Regions from separate parts of the Canis lupus genome. Here region 2 is linked to region 1. The links are chromatin contacts, called in public Hi-C maps. All regions are on one chromosome and are shown on one strand. The core of a region is the stretch at or near the end of the contact, and the rest is flanking DNA. Distances in the headings are between cores, read along the strand shown. Region 1 overlaps NCOA2 (nuclear receptor coactivator 2). Region 2 holds the start of LACTB2 (endoribonuclease LACTB2).

Region 1 (4,198 bases), core at 865-3,364:
TTACATGAAAATCTGGTCATTTTTAGCATTGTTCCATAGCAGCCTCAAAGCATACGAATTTATGTTTGGAAACCACTCATCAATTTGAACCACTCATCCTTCTCTGCAGGAAGGCTATCTGAACGTCACCTCTCAGAAACAAGTCAAAATGTGCTGAGCAATTACATAACTAGGTAAGAAAGCGGAGGCCAGAAGTAGGATGAGAATTCTGCGTTGTCTTGTCAAAACAATCCTGGTACCTTTCCGATAATGATTTAGTGCTTACTCATTGCACAATATCTAAGTATATGAAGAAGTACATAAACATTAACTTATCTGAATTATGCTAATATGCAAGATTTAGAAGAAGGCTAATGTAAGTGATTAAGAAAATATCACTCAAGTGTGAGTTGTACAGACCATGAATTATTTTTTCAGACCATGAATTTTTTTAAACAGCTTTACTGAGATATAATTCACATGGCACATAACTCACCCATTTAAAGTATATGACTTAGTGAGTTTCAGTAAATTTGCAGGGTTGTACAACCATCATGACAATTGGGTTTAGAATGTTCTCATTCTCCCAAAAAGAAGCCCCATGACCATTAGGAGTCACTCCCCATGTTCCCCACACCCCAAACCCTAGGCAACCACTTATCTATTTTCTTTCACTACAAATTTATCTATTCTGGGCATTTCATACAAATGGTATCATATAATCTATCAGGGCATTAATTTTAATAACACATGAACTGTATCCAATAGAATTTTGGGGATGCCTGGGTGGCTCAGCAGTTGAGCATCTGCCTTTGGCTCAGGGCATAATCCCGGGGTCTCAGGATCAAGTCCCACATCAGGCTCCCTGCGAGGAGCCTGCTTCTCCCTCTGCCTATCTCTCTCTGCCTTCTCTCGGTCTCTCATGAATAAATAAAAATCTTTAAAAAAAAAAAAGAAAAAAGAATTTTAGTGATCCTCACGTTTCGTGAGATAGTCTAGAAGACCTTGTACCTTCAGAGAGGACCCTGGAAAGTCTGGTTTAATAGTCTAGGATGGTGGCTCAAGAATCTGCATCTTAATGTCCTGAGATGATTCTGATAATCACCCAGAGTTAGGACCAATTCTGAAACATTGAAATATTAAAAAAAAAAATATATATATATAAAACATTTACAGTATGATACTCCAATTCACTTCCCAGAAAAGTTGAGATTAGACAATTTAATAAAAATACAACATCACATAGGTAGTTGGTTCTCTAATGTAACTAGAAAGCTTTTGAGATTCTATGATTCTATACAGAGTTCCAGCAAAAATCTCACTTATGACAGCTTGACATGAGGGGAATCACCTAAATTGCAAATGAGGAGCATATCTTAAAATAATTTTTGGAGCTCTTATTCTTTTCTAAGAAAGCATGAAAATTAAAAGCAAAGAGCACTAGAGGGGCACCTGGGTGGCTCAGTCCATTAAGCGTCTGCCTTCTGTTCAGGTCATGATCTCGTGTCCTAGGATTGAGCCCTGTGTCAGCTCCTTGCTTAATGGGCCTGCTTCTTCCTCTCCTTTGCACCCCCCCTCCTTGTGTTCTCTCTCTCAAATAAAGAAATAATCTTTAAAAAAAAAAAAAAAAAAAGCACTACAACTATCTTACCTATATTCATGACCTGAGACTGAAGCATCTGTCTTTGGCCAGGCTGGCTGTTGGGTCTCATGGGGATGCTGGCTGTTGGGTTCCGAATCATACCTCCTTGGATTGGCCGGTTCATGGCACTGGTGGTAGCAGCAGCACAGGTGACTCTCACAGCAGAACTCTGTGGTGCCCATTCCCCAGATGGCATAGTGGGCCGGGAAGCATTACTACCAATCATTCCTGTAGGCAAGCCAAAGGAAACTGAGACATGGAGTAACTGAAAACATAGTCAGCACGTATGAACACTAGATGAGCCTACTGTGTATAAGACAATCACTCTGTAATACACAGCCCAAGAGTTAACGCCCCTGTTGGGACAGACACGGACCCTCAGCTAAGAAACAAGAGTTGGCAATTTCAACAGTTTTTCAAAGCATAGACTTGCCACTCTTTAGAGTTCGGAAAAGCTGTTAAAATTGTTCCCATATGTACTTAGAAACAGGTGCTGTGGTGTGTGGATAACCCCAACTTCCTTCCTCAGGAAGTGAATCACATTAGCTGATCTACACGTCAATGCTTTACTTTCCAAAAGGGAGGTACGGTAGAGAAACAAGGTTTAAACTGATAATCAATACTCTAATTATAAACCCAAATCACAGAATATCCCATGAAGCTGATGTCAGGTTTTTATTTTTTTAATTTTAATTTTAATTTTTTTATGATGTCAGGTTTTTAAATCCCCAAATCCCTTTCAGAGTATTATAATTTGTTAAGCTTCAAAAGTGACCATGGTAGCCTCTAAAACATGAAGAATTTACAGGATCTTTCTTCTACAGTTTTTTATATCCAAGGCAAGAGACTCCTACTTTTATAGGTTAACTTCAATATACCTGGACTAACACATTCCTAATTATATAGCTCTAGAATGGGTTAGGGCAGATTGGTAAAGATCCTTTTACACTTGAGATATTAATAGTTATGCGGCCACACTTAACAATAAGAGCATAATACTCCAAGGATCAAGGATCCTTGTGTTTGGTCTCTCTGGCCTAGCCCCTGGGAATGCTGACAGTGGCTAAATATTTGCTAAGACTTGATATTCTAAAGGGGAAAAACTCCCAAGTAAGAACCTCTCATTTTGAAATGTTTAGTGATGGATATATAAAAGTTCTACTTTCATTATGGGGCACCTGGGTGGCTCAGGATCATGATCCCAGGATCATGGGATCATCCCAGGTCCTGGGATTGAGCCCTGCAGTTGGGCTCCCTGCTCAGTAAGGAGTCTGCTTCTCCCTCTGCCTCTCATCTTCCACCACTTGTGCGTTCTCTCTCTCAAATAAATAAAATCTTAAAAGAAAAAACAGAAGTGCTGCTTTCAAATAGATGGCTTGCTTTCATTTACTTTTAATTATGATAACTAAAAATAGAGTATATTTAAGAAATGGAGAGTACATGTATTGTGGGTGGATTTTCATTGGTGAAATGAGAATGTGCTACATTAGGATTATTAAGAATAAAAGGTAATTAAGTTCACTGAAAAAGTTAGAGTATTATAGTAATATATAATTTTAAAATTTTATTTAAAGATTTTATTTACTTATTTGAGAGAGACAGAGCACAAGCAGGGAGAGGGGCTCAATTCCAGGACCCTGAGATCATGACATGAGCCAAAGGCAGATGCTTAACCAACTGGGCCACCCAGGTGCCCCAGAGAATAATACATGTTTTAAAAAAACATCTGAAGATTAAATTTGAACTACACAAATGTATTATGGGAGAAAAGGCATTGTATTTTTCAAAAAATCTAGCCTCTAAATAATATAACAAGATTATAGCAAGTCTAGAAAGCAGAAGGAAAAATGACCTGTAATTCAACAATATCCATGCAATTATAGTAACTGGGGTCTACAAATCTTTCAGGCTTTTTCTTTTTCTTCTTTGAAACAAAGCACAGGCATTGTATGATCTTCAGAGTCTGGACACCAGTTATCTCTAGGCTGTCCAGATTTCAAAACAGGTGTATTCCTAAATTCCTCCTTATAAGAACTCAGGTCTTCTTTGTGTTCTGCTAATAAGGAGGAACCTTTAATTAAGTCATTGGCTCCTTTTCTGTTATAGGATGTTGCGTAAAGCGGTATTTTGCTTATATAAATCAATACTTTATTTTAAAATATAAAATTCATATTTTTATAATATCTATTTCTTTCAATGCTTTTGTCCTGAGTACTTCATTTTGACAAAGGAAGAATGCTGTAAATTGTGAGCAGTTCTTTATTAGGAAACTCAGCATCTTGCTAGTAGATCTGTGATAGATACTATAGTGTACAGGACATGGTGGTAATAGCGATCATTGCTGTTAAGATGGTTTCTAGCCTGGGATCCCTGGGTGGCGCAGTGGTTTAGCGCCTGCCTTTGGCCCAGGGCGCGATCCTGGAGACCTGGGATCGAATCCCACGTCAGGCTCCCGGTGCATGGAGCCTGCTTCTCCCTCTGCCTGTGTCTCTGCCTCTCTCTCTCTCTCTCTGTGACTATCATAAATAAATAAAAATTAAAAAAAAAAAAAATAAAAAAAAAAGATGGTTTCTAGCC
Region 2 (4,198 bases), core at 1,029-3,528, 460 kb after region 1:
TGTTTACCAAGATATGGATGACAGGAAGAGGACCAGGTTTAGTGGAGAATCCCCTGAGTTCAGTTTGTGAAACACGGAGTTTCAAGTGGCTGTGTCATCCAAGTAGAGATTTAGGAAAAGCAGTGGGCTCTCCTAGCCTGAAGATCAAGTTTGAACTTTTTATCTAGACTGGAGCCATAAAGTTGGGAGCTACTAATGGATAGAAAATAGGTGATGCCAAAGAAGTAGACCAGATCACCTCAGTAGGGAATATAGCATGAGAAGAGGAGAGACTAAGATTACATCTTTAGGAACTCAAACACTTAAAGATCTGGTAAAGAGGCTGATTCTATAAAGGAGATTGTGAAAGAACAGCTTAGAGAGGTAAGAGGAAACCAGGAGAACCTGATGTTGGCAAATCAAATGATCTTAGAACTGGTTTTGTGCAGCACGGGGGGATACCAACATCTGAACCTCTTACTTGGACCCAATTAATATTCATCTCTTGCCACCTGACTTCTGCTTTATACAGTAGAGTTACATCATCTACACATTAACTTATTCTAGCTCAACTATATGGATTCGTCCTATGTCATATACATACAGTGATTCCACTGGCCATTCTACCCCACGAGTTTATGTGAGTGGCAGTGTAAGTGGTGTAAAGTGGGAGACCATGAATGTCTTCCCTCAGTCACTTTCAGGTTCTTTGTCTCTTAGCATAACCACTTTGCTATACTGAATGTGGTTCCAGTGTTTAAAGATACAGTATGTATTTTTCATACAACATGGCCCCTAAACGCAAGCCAACTTCTTCATCTGGTTTTCAAACAGAACCAGCCATCTGCTTCATTGCTGGAAGAAAAGCAGGCTGCACCTAACTTATTATGAGATAGCACACAACCTCTAACACAGCGCCTCCAAAGAGACTTCTTAGGGTAATTTTGAGTACGTTTAATTTTTAGAATACATACTGATTAGCACTACCTCAACATGACACACCAAAGAGAAAAGAGAATGCCTGTGGACTTCTTGGGGTGAGGGAGTCCCAGCCAAGACAGACTCTTACCCTAGACCTAAGGTATTTTTTTCTGAATTCTCAATCCTCCTAGATTCTGGAGGCAGCCTAAAGCTCCTGTACCTACTTGACCCTGCCTTGTTTATTCTGAACCTAACTTTTGCTTGTCTGACTTCAGTACTTCCAGTCCCTTCATCTTGCTCCACCTAAAAATCTGTGACTAGTAAAAGGCAGCAGATACTTCAAATGGAAACTCAAATCATTATTAAACTGTTTTCAGAAATCAATTATATTAACACATCTTGTAATACACAACTAAATTTTATGCTCAAGGGGGAACTGTATCTTACTTTTACCTTGTACTAAGTAAAGACCATGCATGTAAAAACTGATGCACACTCGGGCAGCGCACCACATCTCCCCACTTCTGCATAATTCACTAAAACAATGCGGGTGAACAAGAGAAAAATTCAGAAAGGCTACCCCACCTGCAAAATAAATGGGGCTATACTATAGTCACAAAAACCCAAATCAGTTAGTTTGGCTCCTCTTTCCCGAGTCGCTAAGGGGCTCTTTCACAGACTCGAGCAATCTGGAAACAAGAAAATCCTGCCCTCTGCTGCTGAGTTAAGAAAAAGGCCTCCGCACAGTTCACCGCTTTTGGGAAGTGTTAAGCTACATTCTGAGCAAAACACTAGCGGAAGTCACAAGGTGAGCAAAGTCACATGCCCTCCCGGATTCTTAACTCCAGGCGATCCTAATTTCGCAACAGCTTAGACACTCACCCTGGCATTCCACATCAAGCAAAGTCAACTGGGTTTCAAAAACAGGAAGGGTTTCTTTTTTTTTTCTTTTTTTTTCCCCTCCTTCTTCATGATGTCTCCCTCATTAGCCATTTTTTAAGTTAGAGAGGTTACCCTCTGGCATCGCGGTGCTTTAGGAGGGGTCCCGGGTGGGGCAGCGCGGCCGGGGCTGGAGCCGAGCCGCCCGCTGCAGAGGACGCCCGCCCCCTCCGCCCCCGGCCGGCAGCCGTGCCCGCGCCCGCTCCGCGCCGCGCAGGCCGAGGGGTTGGTCGGAGAGGAACAGGGCCGTTTACCTGGTGCCGACCCCTACCAAGTAGGTGTTGGTGCCCTGCAGGGTCATGGGCCCCGGGTTACAGCCCAGGACGCGCACCACCCGGCCGGACAGCCGCTCGATGCGCTGCAGGACCGCAGACATGCCTACACCCGCCGCAAGCCGAGCGCCGAACTGGCCGCGGGGCCGCGGCGCGGGGTGGAGACGGGGCGGGGCCAGCGGGCGGCCCGACGCAGCGCGAGCGGGGCGGGGGGCGGGGCCGGGCGTCACGTGACGCCGCCGGGGCTCCGCAGGCGGAGGCGGGAGGCGGGCGGCGGGCGAGGGCGCGTGGCGCGTGGCGCGTGGCGCGAGGCGTCTTGAGGCGAGGCTGCGTCCCGCCGGCCGAGCGCTGCCGCGTGTCACGGAGCCTGGCGCCTTCACGGGAGTCTGTGGCCAGGTCATCCCGGTGGACGAGAGACCTTTTGACCCGGGGAGTCTTGTGGCGGAGCACAGGGCAGGCAGGTGTGGGGGGCGCTGCGGGACGCGAGACCCTGGGGCGGGTGGCTTGTTACTTTCGGGCAGCGGCGGGGCGTGGGCGGGGCGTGGGCGTGGGCGGGGGCAGAACGCTGTGCGCCCCCTGTCACGGCGGCAGCTCGTGTTTCCTCAGTGTTTACCGCCGGGCTAACGCCGTCTCGTTTAATCCTCACGACAACACGAAGAGGAAGGCGCTATTTTTGGGGTCTGCCTTACAGATGAGAAAACGGAGACTGGGAGACCTGCCAGTGACAGCTGTGGCCCCCCGCCCCCGCCCCCGGCGTCGGAAGGCTCGTCCCTAGCCCTGGCCCTCGCATTGGCCCCCAGCGCGTCAGACTCGAGGAGCTTGCGGCTCCCGCCGCGTGAGGCTCCTGTGCAGACGCCTAGGTCGGCCCTGAGGCGTTTTCTCCGCGAGGACTTTCTCGCTACTAACTACCGCTCCCTATTAAAAAAAAAAAAGAAATCGAGTTACAGTTTTTACCTAGGAGGAAATGCACAGATCCTACGACCCGTTTCTTTGAATTATGATCATTGTACGTAAGCACAACCTCCAGAGAGATCTGGCATGTATCCCCCGCCGCAGCCCGCCGTCTTTTTCAAAATGAGAAATTGATAGATGCTTGCGCTTTCTAAAACTTAGGAAACGTATTTTAACTTTTTTTTTTCTGCAGATTTTTTTTTTTTTTAAGATTTTATTTATTCATGACAGACAGAGAGAGAGAGAGAGAGGCAGAGACACAGGCAGAGGGAGAAGCAGGCTCCATGCAGGGAGCCCGACGCGGGACTCGATCCAGACACTCTTAGGATCACACCCCAGGCTGAAGGTGGTGCTAAACCAGGGCCACCAGGGCTGCCCTTTGCAGATGTTTCTAAAGAAAATACAATTTGTACAGTATTTTACAAATCGTTAGTTTTTTTTTTTTAATGGCGAAAAAATTTAGATTTATAGCTGGCTGGACTCAGCTTAGATGATCCCAATTTTGTTGGCAACATCCAAAGCATCATAGTCAGGAGCCAGTTGAACATATACTTTCTTTTCTCCATCAGGCCTGATCAAGGTGTTGACCTTGGCCGCATCCATGTCATAGAGCTTCTTCACAGCCTGTTTGGTGCTTATTGGCCTTGACATCCACAATGAACACAAGTGTGTTGTCTTCTATTTTCTTCTCAGTAGTCAGGGGGAACTTGCTGATGGCATAGTGATCAAGCTTGTTTCTCCTGGGGGTGCTCTTTCGAGGATATTTGGGCTGCCTTCGTAGACGCAGGGCCTTGGGTCGTCGTCGGAATGTAGGTGATGTAGGGATCTTCTTTTTTTGTGACTGTGCACGCCTTTCAGAACTACTTTCTTAGCTTTCAAAGGCTTTGGCTTCGGCTTTGGGAGGGGCAGGGGCTTCCTTCTTTTTTTTTTTTTTTTATGATAGGCACACAGTGAGAGACAGAGAGGCAGAGACACAGGCAGAGGGAGAAGCAGGCTCCATGCACCGGGAGCCCGACGCGGGACTCGATCCCGGGACTCCAGGATCGCGCCCTGGGCCAAAGGCAGGCGCCAAACCGCTGAGGGGCTTCCTTCTTTGTCTTCGGTGCCATCTTCGAGAAAAGGCTAGGTTTTGTTTG

The links. Hi-C and Micro-C count contacts between places; a contact is called where the count stands out from the background.
Region 2: a Hi-C map of blood shows a contact between it and region 1, with 1.9 times the contacts expected there. The contact joins the promoter of LACTB2 here to the enhancer-like site in region 1. A contact is called at or near these places in 2 of 9 Hi-C or Micro-C datasets (amygdala and blood).

Annotation. Positions count from the first base shown.
Region 1 is chr29:19,764,762-19,768,959 of UU_Cfam_GSD_1.0, forward strand. It overlaps NCOA2 (nuclear receptor coactivator 2), which reads right to left. Exons shown (of 23, transcript XM_038579485.1): 14 at 1,631-1,849. Among named protein-coding and RNA genes, the nearest start is that of PRDM14, 63 kb to the left of the region's middle. Within about 2 kb of position 2,115, at least 3 of the 20 cell types and tissues checked have an H3K27ac peak or open chromatin away from gene starts, as enhancers often do. A contact at or near this core is called in blood, where this site is marked.
Region 2 is chr29:20,229,170-20,233,367 of UU_Cfam_GSD_1.0, forward strand. It overlaps LACTB2 (endoribonuclease LACTB2), which reads right to left and starts at 2,279. Exons shown (of 7, transcript XM_038579500.1): 1 at 2,094-2,279. The coding sequence starts at 2,215. All of the region lies in intron 2 of XKR9 (XK-related protein 9), which reads left to right.